Linked DNA regions of Mus musculus: region 2 is linked to region 1. Evidence: chromatin contacts called from public promoter capture Hi-C data. All regions are on one chromosome and are shown on one strand. Each heading gives the region's core, a stretch centred on a gene start, on an enhancer-like site or on the middle of the called end of the contact. The rest is flanking DNA. Distances are from core to core; before and after follow the strand shown. Region 1 holds the start of Sec14l1 (SEC14-like lipid binding 1). Region 2 holds the start of Engase (endo-beta-N-acetylglucosaminidase).

What was found. Capture Hi-C pulls out chosen DNA fragments and counts their contacts.
Region 2: a promoter capture Hi-C map of adipose tissue shows a contact between it and region 1, with 3 times the contacts expected there. The contact joins the promoter of Engase here to the promoter of Sec14l1 in region 1. A contact is called at or near these places in 1 of 39 promoter capture datasets (liver), 1 of 484 Hi-C or Micro-C datasets (CD8 T cells) and 2 of 9 other capture datasets (adipose tissue and liver).

The regions. Positions count from the first base shown.
Region 1 is chr11:117,113,439-117,117,301 of GRCm38.p6, reverse strand. Sec14l1 (SEC14-like lipid binding 1) reads right to left here and starts at 2,134. Exons shown (of 16, transcript NM_001166506.2): 1 at 1,951-2,134; 2 at 50-142. The coding sequence starts at 112.
Region 2 is chr11:118,474,808-118,478,670 of GRCm38.p6, reverse strand. Engase (endo-beta-N-acetylglucosaminidase) reads right to left here and starts at 1,839. Exons shown (of 14, transcript NM_172573.3): 1 at 1,567-1,839. The coding sequence starts at 1,685.

The sequences.
Region 1 (3,863 bases), core at 885-3,384:
GTTTAATCTTAAAAAGAAGCCAGAGGAAACTGAAATGTGAAGTACTTACAGCCATAATTAACTCAAAGGGATGTTTATACACCCGCACTGGGGACTGGTATTTTTGCACCATGGTTGTAATTCAATAGCAGTCTTCTTACTCCTGAAAAACATAAATACGTGTAATAAATAACCACATTACAGGAAAGAAAAGTGAGTCTGGATTCTCGTACCGCCACATCCTAGAGACCACCACAGGTCATATTTCCAAACATACACGAAAACGAAAGAGGATTCGCTGAAACGGTCTGACGGGGAAGCATCAGGGTGTTAGTAACAAGCAAAGATGGCCCACATGGAAGGAGGGGCCACCTGGGAGGCCCTCTGCCCCCTGTATGGGCAGAGTCTCTGGCTTAGGTCAGGAGATCTAGTCTTCAGCAGCCATGAAGTCCCAGGATTCAGTGGTGTTCTCTTGAACAATGTCTACAAGAAGCCAACTAAAAATGTAACATGTTATGGCAACCGTTCTGGGGATGACACAAAAAGCTGGAGCAAGCGACCCTTACTGTCTTCTTAAATAATGGGATACTCCTTAAGTGCTGGCTTCAAAGGGAACTTTGTTGTTTCCTGTTTTCTAATTGCTCGCTCCGATTTCAGAGACTGTCTACAAACAGCAGGGAGGCTGCCCAGCTCCAGCTAAGGGGTTCCAAAACCCTCCAGCCTCCTGAAGCCGAGAACCCGAGAACCGCAAGGCAATCAATTACATGCTCAAGTCTGAGGTCAAGGAACCTTGCTTTGCATACAGAATCACTCGGGTGCTGGCAAGGGCGGCTTTCTGGGCAAACACCCTTGTGTGTTCAGAGTCATCTAGAACCTTTTGCTCACCTACTTAAAGGAGGAGAAAAACAAACAGAAATATAAAAAGGAAAGAAAGTCCAGTGAGCCCAGTAGTCCCACTGGGGCTCAATCAATAAGGATGTTATTTTACCTAGATACAGTCAAAAGACATTCAAAAGTTCAAAACCCAGTATCTCGGTATCCCAAATTACAGGTGTTTAAAAAAGCAAACAAAAAACCCCTACGCTGATAGACTTCAGAGGATTGCTATCTAGAGCTGCACTTCTACAATGTTTACATTGCTTTAAACAGGTCTGGAACTTTCTCTGGTATGTTTGCTTGGCATAGCACTCGGAAGGAGCAGGTTACGTTGGAAAACCACCTTCCAACAGTTGGAAAACTACAATGGCTAATAACTCTGGGTGACCTCAAGCATGCCGTTCGCCTTTCCTGATTCCATCTGTGTGAGACGATCTTACACTCCCAGCTCTCAAACCAGACTCCTCGGTTCTCCAAACTCAAGCCTTCATTAATCTCGATTCAGGCGCTGACGCGTCCTGGAGCGCAGAGACCGCGTTCCATTCACTCTCGTAAACCTTACAACGCCGGTGCGCGGAGGGGAGACTAAGAATCGTTTATATTTTTTTAATTGAGAAAATTAGTTTTCGGGTATCTCTCAAATAAAAGGAGGATGATTACCGGGTGCTGACGGGTAGGAGAGAAGATGCAAGCACTGCGTGATGCCTTTATTAAGAAACTCTTAACCAAGTGACTACACTGAAGGACCAGCTTGCTCGCCAGCTCCCTGAACTTGGGCCAGATCTTGGCTTGGGGAGGTCTGGTCCAGATCCACGCCCTGCGCGGGCATCCGGAGTGACCACCGCCAAATGGCACAGGAGGCCGGGGCTGCCTCTGTTGCATGATAATTGGTATTTGAAAATCAGCCCAGGGTCGGCCCCGGGGGAGCGCCTCCCTGCAGGCCGGGGCTGGACGGAGGGGGCGGCGGCGGCGGAGGGACCCGGCTGGCTCCGCAGTCTCCGAGATGGCGAGCGCCCCGGGCCGTCGCAGCAGAGGGACCCTGCCAGGGACTGACACCCGGGCGCGCTCCTACCCTCCACGACGACGCGAGCTTACCTCTTGTCAGAAGGACCGGGTCGGGGACGCGGCGCGGTGGCGGGATGCGTTCATGCCGGCGGCTCCCCGAAGAGAGAGCCGTGCCACAGGCTCGGCTGCCGCCGCTCGACCGCCGGTTCCGGGGACAGGGGCCGGGGCGGGAGGGCCGAGGGGCGCGGCGAGGGCTCGAGTGGTTGTTACGGGTGACGGGGAGGGAGGGGCCAGCCCGGAAGAGGCGCGCGTGCGCACACCAGGCCGAGGGGGCGGGGGAAGGAGCAGGAGGCGGTTGCTAGGGAGGGGGAGGGGCGGCCGCCGGGCTGGCTAAGGGCCGTACTGCGCCGGCGCGAGTTACAGATCTGCGCGTGCGTAGGAGGGGCTCAGGACTTGGTCTGCCAGGACTCGGAGCGAGCCCCAGAGGCTCCTTCTCTTGGCGTCAGTGGGAAGGGGGAAGGGCCGTGGCGGCGGGCGAGGCTTCGCAGTTAGCAGCCACAGACCCCAGAAAAGATTCAAATGCGCACTCCAGCCGGAGCGGGAACTGGGACCTCTACGGAATGTCAGCTAAGCCGGCCCTCCAGCTTGAATGCTGCGCGCTTGCGCCGTCTGTGCTTCCTCGTGGGCTTCCTCTTTTTTTTCCTGCACTGCTATAGTGTCTGATTGCATTCTGGCCTAGTAATGGTGATGGAGCGAACAGGGTGGGGAGGAGATGGGTGTAACCCAAGCACCCTTGTCAACACGTCCAGATGGTTGGGGAATGTCTGGCTGTGGGATGGCTCTAAGGGGAGGGACCTCAAGTGGGGTGCTAGGTGTGCCTTGCGTTTCAGCGTCTCCAACTTTAAAATTTAAGAGCCACACACGGAGACATTTAGGGGTCCTGAAGACGGGCGGGTGACAATAAGCGGACACCTGGCGCATCCACCCACACAGAAAAGCTAGTTTTAGAAGCAACACACAATTTCTCCATCAGTGTCACTGTTGTTCCGTTCACATTAGTCACCCCGGATGGCTGTACTTGCACACAAGAGTTTGGGAATTTCCTTCAGGACCTGTTTACCCACCACACAAACATATCATTCATTGCTCGATCACACTTTATTTCCAACTCAAACCGTCATTTTCCAGCACTGCTACCCGCGCTACTCAGGCTGCTGATGACTTATGTCCACGTGTAGGGATCACATTCACCTTTAAAAGATGCTGTGGGAGCTGGGCAGTGGTGCCTTTAATCCCAGCACTTGGGAGGCTGAGGCAGGCAGATTTCTGAGTTCGAGGCCAGGCTGGTCTACAGAGTGAGTTCCAGGACAGCCAGGGGCTACGCGGAGAAACCCTGTATCAGAAAGAAAGGGAGAGAGAGAGAGAGAGAGAGAGAGAGAGAGAGAGAGAGAGAGAGAAAGGAAGAAAGAAAGAAAGAAAGAAAGAAAGAAAGAAAGAAAGACAAACATGAGCTCCTGGTAGGAGTGAATGGCAGCACCCATTGAGATGATCTTATCCAGAACACACCATTCTGACAAACCTATAGATGAACCACAAATGTACAGGAAATAGAGACTGGAAGATGGGGCCAATTCACAGCCTGGAAAGCACAGACCTCGGGGGTACAAAACAGATATAGTCTTTATCAAATGATTTCTAAAGAAAGATGAGGGGAAGTCTAACTGATACCTTAAGAGGAGTTGGGAAATTCACTTAGACAACTGTGCTCTCAACTGCAGTGGCTGCTCTCCCAGGGGACCAGGATTCGATTCCCGGTACCTACTTGGCAGCTCACAACTGGCTGTAACTCCAGTCCCAGGAGATCTGACGCCCTCTTCTGGCCTCCTCTGGCACTGCATGCCAGTGGTGCACAAGCATACAGGCAGGCAAAAACATCCACAAACATAGAAAGAAGGAAAAGAATTGAAGAGAACATGCCTTCGGGGCACATGCTGAAATTTATT
Region 2 (3,863 bases), core at 590-3,089, 1.4 Mb before region 1:
GGTAGGTGAGCTACACTCGCAGGCACCCACAGGGTAAATAACTGCTGGAAGCAAATGGCTAAATAACACAGGACATGGCTTATAAAATACACACCAGAGGCATGCACGGCACCAGAAAAAGGGGATCTGGGGTTCATCTTCTTTATTAGCAACTAAGGCCTGCTCGTGCTTGGACAGACGCCAATGACAGCCCCACCCAACAGGTGAAACCCCCAAGTTAAACACTTCCTAGAACCACAGGCCTTCTCTGGCCAAGGGATATGGTCTTCGAGTACCAGCAAAATCACCGCCCCCTTCCCCCCCCCCATCTTCAGCAACTGAATAATACAAGGAATAACTACATTGGCTTCATGAAGTTGCAAAGTCTGAGTACAGCAAAATCAGAAACTGTTCATTTGTTAATATGTTTCAAAGTATCCTTTAAAGAGTAGTGAGGTGACACTATAGTAGCCATTTAGGTACACAGTTATCCAAGCTGGCATCCTTAAAAGCCCCCAGGGCCTGAGGCCATCAGGAATGACTTGAGCTCCCTCCTCAGGTTCTGCCATCAATCACACTGTCCCTCTGTAAGTAAACTGAGGAGCCTTTGGAACTGCGGGGATGGCCAGACAGTAGCAGGCTAAAATGGAGACGTCATCTTTTTCTTGTGGTGCTAGGGGCTCAAACCCAGAACTTCCTACATCCTAGGCAAGTGCTCTGCCATGAATCTCTCTCAAGACCTTCCATTTTAATTTTTGCGATGTGGCCTCACTACACCAGGTTGGGGCCTCAAACTTGTGATCCTCTTGCCTCACCCCATCAAGGAGTTGGAATTAAAGGCCTGTGTCATCAGGCCATGCAAAACACCCGCCTTTGAAATCTCACCACCAAATACTCCTCTTCCAGATGGCGCCCCCCTGGCTGACTCCTTTATCCTTCAGCTGCACCCAAAGGAACTCAAAGTCATCCCGTCTGCCCATGCCCACCTGTCACCTGAATGTCCCTCCAGTAAGAAGGAAAAGGACCTCTTAGGATGGCTTCTACCCACAAATACCTTTCCCGTCGGTCAGCAACCATCCTAAAGTCTGAATAGCCCATCTGTCTCACTGCTGTGGGTTTAAAAACGAAGCAGGACACATCAAGTTTGTGCTGATACCTTTCCCAGTGTCCCACCGACCACGGGGTTACAACCCTGGACCAGGGGGGTATGTCTGTCCACTTCTTTGCCTTTGTGCCTTTGCTCATTCTGATCCACCTAGTACAGTCCTCGTCCCTAAAGATTCAGTTCAAATATTACACGAACAGAAAGCCATCCATGTTCGGGATTGCCTAATCTATAGGGCCAAAGGAAGGTGCAGTAGCCTTGGCGCCAGACTGCCAGAACGAGATCCCGATGGGCTGGGACAGGGTCCGTCATAGGTTAGGAACAAGGGAGCTGCTAACTTGCTCGGGTGGCCCGTCTGCGACCGGGGATAGAAGGATGGAGGGACGTAGGTTTGTCCGCAAGCGACAGACAGTGTCGCGCTGCACGACAGGCAGCATGGCCACCCCAAGCCCAGACCTGGAGCTCAGCCCAGCCGTGCGCACCTCCGCCCCTGCCTCCGCCGCCCCGGCCTCCGCTCCGTCTGGTCCCGCGCCTGCTTCTCCGGGGCCGCGGGGCTCCGCTGCCTTGCAGCTCCCCGGGTCAGCACCGACGAGGTCTCCATGACTGTCAGCGACTGCCGACCGCTAAGCCCTCCAGACACTGCTCCAACAGCCAATCGCAAGCCTGGGCCTGCCCCTGCCGCAGCTCTCAGCCAATGGTGAGTGTGCAGCGCCGCGGTTGGCTCGCACCGAGTTCCGGCTAGGATCTGTCCACGTTCTGCAAGCGGCGGGTGTAGAGCCTGAGTTAAATAACCGGAGAGACGGGGCGGGACCTGATGGGCGGGGTCTAGGAGAAAGGCGGGGCTGCGTGGATCCTGAGCCCAAGGTTCTGAGACCCAAAAAAGTGTTATTTAGAGTTAGCCACGAAGTTTTCTTTCCAGACGAATGAAACAATCTGCCAGCGACAACCAAGTCGGTACACGTTAGCAATGAGCCCTGGAACTGGGCCACAGAGACTGGTGGCCTAGCTTCCCTGGGTCCCTGGCTCCTTGGATCCCTGGATTCCTGGATGGGATCTAATATTACAGGCACCTGTAATATTCTGCTTTTTTTAAGAAATTAAAATATAATTACATGTTTCCCTTCCCTTTCCTCCCTCCAATAGTTCCTGTGTACCTCATCCAATCTCTCTCAAATTCATGATTTTTACTTCTTTAATGTTTGTCATCTACGTGTGTGTATATATAAACACAACCTGTTCGGTCCCTTTAATGTTACTTGTATGCAAATGTTTTCAGGGCTGACCGTTTGGAATTGGATAACCAACACAGGCTGACGATTGTCTTTTCTTACTAATGAACAAAAGAAAGAGGTGTTATAACCAGCTTGAGGCAGGGCTCCATGGGATGCTATAGCCAGGTACGATGGGAAACCTAGGAGTAAAGGCAGGTGGAGAGATGGGGGCAGTGCTGCTGACCTGGAGGGACTGTTTCCATCTGTCCTGTAGGGTGGTCAGCATGGTGAGCATGGATAGTTTTCCCCTGAATGCATTCTTCTTACTCTTAAGCCTGTGTTCTGCAGGAAATAAATCCTCTCAAGTATTCAGGGTCCAGGAAGCTGCATCTGCCAGAGGGCACCTCCCACAGTACCTGGGCACAGAAGAGATTCACAGTAACCTTGATGGTCCTGTGTTCAGAGCGGTGAGCAGAAATGCCAGAAGACGAGGAAATGGCTTCTCCTCCCTGAGCCCAATACCCCTCTGCAGCTTGCAGCTTCTGGCCCCACAGCAGCTTGCCCAAGCCAAGTTCTCTGGGCCTCTTTATTACTGTTTACAGGCTTTGAGCTTTATGAGGCCCCAAGCATCCATAAACGCCAAGGGTGGGGATGGTGACTAAGGTGGTTGAATATAGGCCCTGGTTACATTGCCTGTTGGCCAGTCGGCCAGGGAAGGGACGCTGGGGAGCAGGACACTCTGATCTGTGGGACACAGTTGGCAGGACACCTCTTCCCACTGACCCAGGGTGGGGAGGGAAGCTCTGTGTGGGGCTGCGACAGAGAGAAGGTAGCAGGTCACAAGCCCAAACACAGTCATCTACTATAACGCCTTGTGGAGCAAACACAACTATCTTGAAAGCTGTGTAGATCGTCCCTCCACCTCCCAACTCCCTGCCTCTGTACTCTAGGTGCCCCCCCTCCAAGACCTGTGCATCTAGGACAGGGTCATGAGTGGAAAAGAAGAACTGGTTGAATTCTCAGTTTAGGGTCTGATGACCTGACCCCCAACTCCCCACTCCTTCTACAAGGGCATGATGATAGGCCAGTCTTGTGAAAGTATCGTGAGCGGGGGATCAATTTAGATGACGATAGTTGTGTCATGCCCAGAGGACAGCATCCCATAACACAGCCTAACACTGTCTCGCCCTTTCCCTCTCAGTCCCCATAATGCTCCAAAGACCAGAAGAAGGAGAAGCATGGAAACTGAGGGCCAGTGTGGAAGGCCAAGAGTCTGTTGCTCTGAGCGAGCACTGCACTTCTCTTGCCTTGCTTCCTGCTGGCTGCCGGGCGCGGGAGAGGCTCTGATGCTTGGAATTGTGGCTGCCACCTGAGCCTGTGAGAGTGTACAGGATGGTAGGACAGAAGCAGCCTCCTGGATCTTCCATAGAGTAGACACAGCTTCAACCTGGACCACTTCACGCAGGCTCTCCCGGGAGCAAAGGTGCTTAACTGAGCCCAGCACATCCTGTCTGTGATAGTGACTGGATCTAAGATGATGTATGAACAACAGTTTCTGGAAAGAAGCT